Regions from separate parts of the Arachis hypogaea genome. Here region 1 is linked to region 2. Evidence: chromatin contacts called from public Hi-C data. All regions are on one chromosome and are shown on one strand. The core of a region is the stretch at or near the end of the contact, and the rest is flanking DNA. Distances in the headings are between cores, read along the strand shown. Region 1 holds the start of LOC112703831 (late embryogenesis abundant protein Lea5). Region 2 holds the start of LOC112703755 (protein DETOXIFICATION 55).

Evidence for each region. A called contact is a pair of places that touch in the nucleus more often than the background predicts.
Region 1: a Hi-C map of leaf shows a contact between it and region 2, with 2.6 times the contacts expected there. The contact joins the promoter of LOC112703831 here to the promoter of LOC112703755 in region 2. A contact is called at or near these places in 2 of 8 Hi-C or Micro-C datasets (both in leaf).

Annotation. Positions count from the first base shown.
Region 1 is chr1:101,654,399-101,659,598 of arahy.Tifrunner.gnm2.J5K5, reverse strand. It overlaps LOC112703831 (late embryogenesis abundant protein Lea5), which reads left to right and starts at 2,287. Exons shown (of 2, transcript XM_025755471.2): 1 at 2,287-2,626; 2 at 2,707-3,065. The coding sequence starts at 2,547. The coding sequence ends at 2,914. It overlaps LOC112703861, which reads right to left and starts at 1,295. Exons shown (of 1, transcript XM_025755493.3): 1 at 948-1,295. The coding sequence starts at 1,295. The coding sequence ends at 948.
Region 2 is chr1:101,503,350-101,508,796 of arahy.Tifrunner.gnm2.J5K5, reverse strand. It overlaps LOC112703755 (protein DETOXIFICATION 55), which reads right to left and starts at 2,050. Exons shown (of 2, transcript XM_025755341.3): 1 at 1,888-2,050; 2 at 219-1,810. The coding sequence starts at 1,947. The coding sequence ends at 341.

The sequences.
Region 1 (5,200 bases), core at 1,038-3,537, 150 kb before region 2:
ATAAGCATCACTTATGTAAACACAAATGTATTGCCTGGTACATAATTTTGTGTGAAAGCTTAGGGAAGGGACAGGTAGCGTCTCAAAAGATGGATGCATTTGAGTTAGTACTTAGTAGTAAGCAATTAAGCATTTTGTGCACATGATGGGATGAGAAGGGGACGCTTGTCAGATGGCAGGCAGACACAGGCACAGCGTCTTTAGTGGATCTTTGTGTGGAGCAAGATTCACTTTGTCCTTTAAGTCCATTGGTATCTTTGATCACCCTCATGTGGATCTTGATCCTGTCGTCTGATCTCTTTTATGCCAGCCATTACACAAACAACAAAGCGATCCATCTCAAAAGAATAGATCAGAGGATCCAATGCTGCTTCACATAAACACAATTTAAATGCTGAGAAGAAACATGGTTATAATTTCGTTGGTTGGTTACTATCCCATACCATATAATAAGGGACCCACTAGGCACACGTAACAACCGTTTACGCGTCCACAAAACTGTAATGTACTGTATGTACAAACTTCAAACTACTCCAAAGCACCCCGCACCGCACATTACACAGGTCAGTCAGCGCAACCGCATAAAACGTCAACAACACGAAAAACCGCCACCCACCACCGACAAAAAAACACCAACATAATAGAATTGATTTGAATTTCCAAGTTGGACCGTCGGTCAAAGAAAAACAATAAGATTGCAAATAATAATAATAATGAGTTGATTCTAACTTATTTGTTGAGATTGGAAGGTAAGAAATGAAATAAAGGAATTCAACTCGGACGATTATTACTACAAAAGCTGAGCATTGGTCCCTGGAATTATCTGAATTTCCCCGCATACATCTATCTAATCTAAAATCACAAAAAGAATTAAGAAATAATGGTACATACAAAAAACGGACAAGGTTGACTACTTGGAGCAGCTAGATCCAGAAAGTGAGTTGAGTTCAGTCGTCGGAATCGTCGCCGCCGAAGATGGAGACGCGGTTGTACAAGAGGAAGAGGATGAGGACGAGGAAGAGTGCGACGCCGGCAGGGGAGCCGGTGGCGCGGTGGATGGTTTCAGGCTCGCCAGTGAAGATGGAAGAGATGAAGGAGCCGCGATCGGAGGAGAGGAACTGGATAGTGAGTAGGAGAATGATCGGTAGGAGTAGGAGGCCGAGGGGACTGAGAAGCTCTGAGATGGCTTCTGTGATGGCTTCACCCTGGTCTCCAACGAAGAATGGCACCACCACCACAATTGCCACCACAATTGCTAGAAGCATTCCATGGGGTGCACCCCTTTCTTCTATCATCTTTTTCTTTTCCTTTTTCCTTTTACTTTTCCTACCAATGGCCAAATCAAAATCGTATGTAACTACTACTTCATCACTCTGCTTTCTGTGAATTATGTGTCCTTAAAATAAGTGCTTCTTCGGGTTGCGGGGACGCGTCTAACTTTCAAAAATAATTGCTCTTTTTTTTCTTTTTTTTTCTTTCAGAATTATGGAAAGAGTGAGTCAACTTGCATGTGCTTCCATGAAGGAAGTTTCATGCGCAATTGATTTTTTTTTTGGGTCAGGTATGTTGTTTTGTTTATGTTGTGTGTCACACACTGCTTTGAAATTTTGGGCCTTCCTGATGGCAAAAAAGTAGGCTGCAATATATAAGCCCATTTTCTCGGATATACCTATTTTTGTACTCTCTTCTGTGTCCATAGCCTTCAATTAAATAAAAAAAACGATAACCAATTAAATGATTCTTATAATATTTTTTGTTTGTCCAAGATATCTCCTAATTTAATAGGTCAAAAATTAATCTACTATAAATTTAAATTTTATTTAAAAATTTATTATTGGCCAATCAAATTACTGTACAAATTGATTATTCAACTAACCCAAATTAATGAAATAATTCTTATACTTAAACAAATTTTGAAAGATATAAATTTTAATTTGTGTATATAATAACTCATTGTTCAGATAAATAAGTGTTTGGAAGGTACTTATGTTTGCATTTAGATTTTAGGATGTAAGGCTGGCTCACACATGGTGCCAATCTTGTGGTTACACAGAAAATAGTTGGTCATGTTTGGCTGTTTTGTTAAAATGAAAATGTTATCCAAATCCTAATGGGAGGCTCTATCCTCTGCTCTCTTGACACTACTTAGCTCTCAGGCCCACTGTGTTGACTTGTTTGATTAATTGACAACAACCTTGATATAAAAAAAGGTCTCAATTCAATGAATGCAAGAGAAAATATCTTGATCCAATATGAACTAAAGAAAGGGTAGTAACGCGTGTCGTGGGGTAAGAGGAAGTTGGTTTATGTGTTGGCACCCAAATGGCGACACATGGTTCCGCTCCGCCACCCCGACCCTAGCTTAAACTACACTTTCTCTTGTATTGTGGTTATAAAAGGAACCACACAGGCAACATTAGAATCCAGAGGGAACAGAGCCACCCCATAAGCCGTGGTTGCTGCTGCGGAATTCCGCCTTACATCCATCAGAAGCGATCTTCCGCAGCAGCAAACTAACAATATCCTTATCATATAAAATAATAAGCATGGCTCGCTCTCTCTCACAAGCAAGCCGCCTTGGTGCTCTTGTTGCTGAAGCTTCCTCCTCCTTAATCCCTCTTCGTCGGTGAGTTTCTTTTCTTCTTTCCTCTTCCTCCTTATGATTGATATTTTATTTTTGGTGATTTGTAGTTTGTTGCATGGTAGGCGGGGTTATGCGGCAGTGTCTGATGCTTCAAATTCCATTGTAGAAGGAAAGGGGGGAGGAGGTGTGTGCAGAGATTGGGCCCCAGATCCAGTAAGCGGTTACTACAGGCCCATCAATCACACTCCACAAATTGACCCGGTGGAGCTCCGACACATGTTCCTCAACCGCAAACTCACATCAGACCACACCCCGGGCCCACACTCATAATCATATTATCATATCAAAACCAAAAGGCTTTCTATGCTTCCTATGATCGTATCCGAAAGCAATAGCAATGATATACTCGTTTTTGTTTGCGTGTCCTTAGTTTCTATCTATCTATATTTGCTAAATTAGTAATGGACTTATCCTTCATACTTTTTCTTTCTTGTTCTTTTATTAATCTAATAACACAATTAATCGTGCTATCCCTCCATTTGTATGAGACCGGATTAATAAGAATCAAAATACTTAGCAGAACGGAACAGAAAAAGGTGTGAAATGATAATTAATTATTGGTCATAATAATTTTATATAAAATTAATAGTTAATAACTATGATGCACCGACATAGATATGACAAAACACATAAATTTTAAAATTTTATAAGATAAATTTTATAAGATAAAAGACACGTATGTATATAAAATTTAATTTTTTTTAAATAAATTATAATAATATTTTATTATTTTATTATAATAAAATTAAATTGATTTTTTAATTATTTTTAATATTTATTTTAATTATATAAAGTATTTAAAATAATTTTGTTTTAATAAATAATAATATGTTATTTTTAAATTTATTTTAATAATACATATTAAGAATATACTGATACAATGATATGCGATAGTATTTAAGTATGTCTAAATATGTTTAGAGAATAATTTTTTATTTTTTATTAAGATATGATTGGATACAGTATGTAACATGCGGATACGATGACTCAATGAAATATCATGCTCTATAGATTAATAATATTAAAATGATAGTTTAGTCAGATATATTAAATTATTTAATTATTTTTAATTATTAATTTATTATAAAAATAATTATATATAAATTTTTATTTAAGTTTTGATTTAGTTTATTAAATTCATTAAATGATATTAGTTTAATATTTATTTTGAAATAAAAATTTATATATAGTTATTTTTATACAAAATTAATAATTAAATTTTTTTAAATAATTTGATAAATTTAATTAAATTATTATGTAATAATTTTTAATTATTAATTTAGTAAAAATAACTGTCTAATTCATTAGTGGTTAGTGAGACAACGTTACATGTCATCAAGTGGGAATAGATTTCTATTTGATATAACAAAATGTGATCTTTTGGAAAAATAGGTCTCGAATATGAAATGCAAGTCTTACGATGTTACATGTTAAGCTGGGATAAATAGATTTTTATTTGACGTGGTAAAAATATGATGATTTGGATTTATGAAATTAGAATGTGAAATTCCTTTTTAAACAGATTAATTTTGTTTTATGATAAAATTCGTAATGATTTATTTGTTCAGTTGGTAAAATTCATAATTTTACTTCATTTTTTGTTGTAATTCGAACAAATAAAAAGCTAAAAAGAAAAAAAATAATTGGACAAGTTAATTTAGTAACATATTATTCTTTAATTAGATATTATATAATATTTTGACATGTTATTCTTCTTCAAGTTTGATTAAAAGTAAAATCATCTATTTATAATAATTTATATCAGATCGTATAAAAATTATGAATATCATTAAAATATTTTAAACAGGATGTCATGTGTTACGGTGTTAGGGTGTGAATAGGCCGCGAAAGCGTGACCACGATCGCCACCGTAACTGCAGCCACGGTAGAACTGAGCGTGATAATTATGTCTCGTTTGATTCTTTTCAACAAAGCTTTTGTGAGTTTGTCGTTCTCATCTTGTTTTGTGGTGGAAAAGCTTTTTGTTGTTTTGTGCTGCTTCTTTTTCTTCGGCAAGTAATTTTGTGCATGGGAATTGGAAAGAGATGGAACTGTTGTCTCTTGGACCTACAACCTGAACAACCTGAGACGCCACGTTCCATTGCTCAGCCCAAATTTCTAAAACTAGTGGACCCATCTCTCCTCCTCAATAATTATGATTATTTTTATCATCATGATCCCCATGCCCATCACAAGCCCGTTGCCCCGTAGGCCCATCTCATCTCACTCGCATTGCTCTACTAATCACAACCTAATCCAAGTTTAACTAATTAGTATTGGGACCATTAAGATTGATTTGAGTATGTAGGAAGGAGTTTAGATAATGTGATCATACTTGAATTAATAAAGCGGGTGTAACCAATAGAGAAAATTGCCGAAAAAGGTTGGTAGACCCACATTAGCGTGTATAGGGATGCAAGGAAGAAAGGAAATATGTTCGTTTGTCCTTAACTGATTATTCCTCTTTATTCCATGGAAAAAAAAATTCTGTATTTACTTGCTTGAGTGCATTGTATGTCTAAAACCCTACATACCTATACCCGCAAGCTATAGCTC
Region 2 (5,447 bases), core at 801-3,300:
GTAATTTATCATAAAAAAAAATTTAAAAAATCATCAAGATTTATTATTTTTAATTATCAACATAATTTTTTAATTTAATAATCCAACCATGTATTTTAATTTATACTTTTAAATATTAATGATTAATTAATAATAAAAAATAATAAATGTTCGTACTCTTCTAACCTTCTTCTCATGAAAAAAATATATGCACAAACTATCATAACGAACAAAAAAAAAACAATAATATGAAGTCATCACTTACCCTCTGAAGCTTTTAATAATTATAAGAAAGCACAGCATGCATGCTTTTCGATGGGTACACGTATGAATGTACATATTATATTGTTGCAATTGCAGGCTATTGGGGGTTGAGAAAGACAACACCTTCTTCACATTTGAGTGTTTGATCCTCTTCTTCTTCTTCTGCATGTGATGATAACATGCTGTGACTCTTTCCGACCAAGATTTTGGCTTTCAAAGACTCACTCTCGCAATCTGTTTTGTAAACCACAACAAGAATCGAAACCACACACGCCATTTGCGCTGCTAGAAGCCCATAACACAATCCCACCATTCCCATTCCCAATACGAACGCCAATACTATCGCCACCGGTGCTCCCACCATGTAAAACGAGCAGAAGTTTATGGCTGCTCCCACACCCGGTCTTGCGCTCCCTCTCAATATTCCGCAACTCGTCGTTTGCGGACAGTTTGCCAGCTCACACACTCCGATTATCGGCAACACAACCATTGTTAGCTCCACAACCTCCCTATCATCTGTGAACGCTCTGCTCCATCTCTCTCTCCCTATTGTGGTCCAGAGCAACCCCAAGATCGAGCTTGCCAGTGATAGCCCTATGGCTACCACCGTCGACAAGCTCGCCCTTTCGGGTTGCCCTGCTCCGAGTTTGTTGCCAACCCTCGTGGACGCAGACGCGCTGAGCGCCGTCGGTAGAGTGTACAAAAGAGATGTCGTTTGTATCACTATGCCGGCGGTGGCGAGCGATGCGCGAGGGTTGTAAAGGTAGCCTGCCATGATTGTCATGAATTCGTACCACCACCATTCCAAGCACACAGCGAGACAACTCTGTATGGAGAACTTGAGTAGCATGGCCCATTCCTTGATGAAGTTAAGCGTGGCGTCTCCAACATGGTGTGCTCCCTTAATCAATGGCAGGGCTAGGGATAATTCTTGGGAGACAGAGGTGTAGTACATGTAGAGAAGGAGGAAGAAGAGAGTGTTGAAGTTGGCAAGGAAGGATGATATGGCGACTCCGGCGACGCCAAGGTGAAGCTTGAAGGTCAAAAGAATGATGATGGGAAGGTGGAGGAGAATAGCAAGTAAGGTGCACCACATTAATGGCCATGTTGTCCCTTTGCTACGGAGGTAAATGCGAAGAGGGTGGAGGAGGCTGTTGGCAAGGAGGTCAGGGATGGCGAAGCGGCAATATATGCTTGCGACACGTGTTATGTTGGGGTTCTGGTGAAGGCAGAGCATGAAGGGTTCGAGGTTGAGCCACAAGAGAGAGATGGGGAGAGAGAAGAGCAAGAGCATAAGGATTGTCCTTTGTAAAGTGATAGACAGTAATGAGAAGTTTCTAGAACCAAAGGCTTGGGTGCAGAGCGGTTCCATGCCCATGGCTAGACCGGAGAGAACCGAGTAACCGGTTATGTTGGTGAACCCAATTGCCAAAGCTCCAGCGGCTAACTCCAGGCTTCCCAATTTTCCCATGCAAACCACTAAGCTCATGTTCTTCAGGTAACCAACCAGGCTCATGGCTAATATTGGCAACCCTATGTCGGTTATTCTCTTTATTTCCTCCAATACCTAATAATAAATAAATAAATTTGTTAATAAAAATATTATTATTATGTGTACGCTGAAATTGTTGGATAATAATGTACCTCGGAAATTGTCGGGTATGATGATGTGTTCTGAAGAGGGTTCTGCTCTCGATTAACCATGTTAACTGTTAAGGAAGGGAAGGGTAAAATGGGGATTTGAATTGGTTTCTGGACGAATTGCACACGAAGTGAGGAGCGGGGACCAGGATGGAATGATGAGAGAAGAGAGTGGGGGTGTGTGTGTGAGAAGTGAGCGAAGGGACCTTTTTATAAGATTTTGAGGTGCTTCGTTACGTATGTATGTACCATTCTTAGCATCATATATTAAATAAAGTCTGTTGTCCATATCATCTCCGTTATTTTCTTATCTTTTACCTTCATTTCTTACATCTTAATATTTTCTAGATCCTCACTTTTATGTACATGTGTAACAAACAAAAATAATAGATAACATATAATGTCATCTCAAAAGACTGAATATATATATAAGAAATTATTGGAGTCTACACACATACATCTATATATATATAGGACTGTTGTGGTCACTTTTACAGGACATGCTTGGACTTATGAATGATGTATACCGAAAGTTTATTCAGAATCATTATAACAAAAAGAAAAGTCACATTTATTATAATAACAAGGCACAAGAATAATTTGTAGCTAGATATTTATTGCCACTACTACACACACATATATATGAAGGACTAATGTGAATTGAGACTAAAATTCATCAAGACATTTTTCTATATATCAGTGATTATTGTATTAGTAAGATGATCGATGTTATATTTATTTAAATTTTTTTTCCCATAAAAAGAAAAAAAAAGAAAAAAGGATCTAGATACTACATAGTGAATAATTAAGATAGTACAGAGTGTGATATGGGAGATACTAGTACGTAGTACTGTAATAATAATAAGCACAAAGATTTTATTTAACTGTGTGAGATATATATACACATTGATCAAATTGATGCCCCACATCTCACTTCTTTTTTATCGGACTTTGTCATTTTTCCAATTATGTAGAAGCATAAGCACCATCTCTACCCGATTGATAAAAAATAAAAAAGCTGCATATATATATGTTGCATGCATTATACCAGAAATTTAATTTTATCATCAAAGAGATCGAAAGCTACTAATTCTATACTTAGTGAACATGTGTGTAAAATGAGACTTAACTTTGGCTATTGTATAGCGTTACTCAAATCATGTTTGGTGTATTTTGAGTTCTCATGCATTACAATCACAAATAACAACACGTATTCTCATTACTTTGCCTAAATGATTCTATTTCTAATACCAATAGCAACATACATATGCTTCGTTACGTTTTACCACTCATCGCTCTTATAATTTAGGTTTAATTCTTATAATTTTACTAAATGTTTAATTAGACTTTTATATTTTTTTAATTAAATTTTTTATATTATTTTTAATTTTATAATTAGGTCATTTTTATATAAAAATTATTAAAATTAACGGAATATTTCTCCTAAAATATATGGGGTACAAAAATTTAGTTAAATTTTTAATTATGAATACTTTCAATTTACTACAAAATATTTAGTTAACTATAACATTTTTTACATTAGAAAATATCTAATTATAAAATTAAAAATAGTGTAGAGATCTAATTAAAAGAAAAAAATAGAAACTTAATTGAAAATTTGATAAAATTATAAGGACTAATAGAGTAATTAAATTCATAATTTATCACTATATATTTTATTTCATTTTGAATTTTGAGATATAAAATCTTTTGATTTAAAGGTTCTTGGTATTTTATTTTAGAGGATGATTGTTTACAATATGAAAGAATGTAAAGAAGAACTTTGGGGTGAAATGAAGTAGTTTGGGATCGAGAATATTGCTATTAATTGCCTTTTGATAATTAGCTACTAGTATAAGGTCAATTCAACAAGTTATCATTGGTAGGGCCTTTGAAACTAACAGAATTAGGGTTTTGGGGCCTTGTGTCTACATCGCAAAACAGAGTCGAAAATTAGATTGTATTGTAAGCAAAAATTGCTTTTAATCACATGTTAGCACCAATTGTTATTTTTTTTTTTCTTGATAGATCCAAAATCCAAAAACTGTTCCAACCTCACAAACCTTTCTAATTGGAGCACACGAGGCTTGTTTACAAAAGCTTCTATACCTAACTTGCAATTCCTACATGCAAATGTGTGCCCCCCCCTCACTCTTGGTTTTGTCACAAAGCCACAAACCACAACCTTTAACGTGGCAGTGTACCAAATTTCTAAATTTAAGCGACAACTATGGTCGTTAAACTTGTATTTTTCTTATAATTTTTACATTTTGTCTTAACCACAATTTAATAAAAAACATGTAAATTGTAAATTAATCAATTAAAGATGTTAGGTTTTGTGTGTGTGTTTCATTCCCTAAACACACACCTACTAGCTATAGAGATATATGTTATATCGTATTATGAATACGATAATTAAAGAAACTAGTTAGTTAAAGTGGTTTACACAAGAAACTAGTGAAGTCACTTATTATTATTATTATTATTATTATTATTATTATTATTATTATTATTATTATTATTATTATTATTATTGTGAAAACGTAGTGCGTGGTAAGTGGTGAAATAGAAATAGATTAAGGCATGCATGTCAATGCATGACTACACACTAATTTATACATCTTTTGAATTTATTGACTATGTTCATTATTATCATCATTCAACTTGCTTTAAATTAGGCTTGCATACATATGTACTTTCAAATTTTACAATAATCACAAAAAATCCATATAGTATTAATTATTGATTATCCTTTATATTAATCAACACTACTTTAGTAATTGATTCAAAATGTAGCACCTTAAATCATTGTTATAGTCTAAAATGTTTTCAACTGTATTTTTCACATAATTGAGCCATAAAATATATCATGGTTTTTTAAAAGATCTATTATTAATACTTATTAGATAGAGTACTCATCTTGAGATATATTATATTTTTTCTAATATTATTTATATTTTTTAGACTTTAAATAATTAACAAATCTTATAAATACTACTTTCAACTCTCAACCAACTCATAGAGATTGTGATTGATTGACTAAAAATATATATATTTTCAATCATCACCATAGTAAAACAGATTCAACTATAAATATATGATATATCTATGATCAAATAAACATTACACCAATTGACGAAGTACGCAACGCTTTACCAGCTTTTACCGACAATAATCATAAAATTCTTTTATCCCCATAGTACATAATCTTCATAGGTAGGGAAACAAGATAATATTACCTTTTTTTTTTACCAAAATTATTAGAAAGAAAAGGTAGTAATCCAAGACAACGTATTATGCAATATAGATAATTTAATTCGATGTAAGTGTGTGTATATATATATAATAAGTTATTAGAGCTAAAAGTTATTAATTATTCTATAATTGTGTTAAGGAAAGGAGAACACAAACCTAACAGGTATGACATGTTAATTTTACATATTAACCGTTATGTGTAAGTTGTTGTCGCGGTTATGCGGAACCGTGCATGTGCAGTGTGGTTACACTACACCAAATGGCTGGGAAGATATCCTCATCAACACACTGCAACTGAAATTTTCATT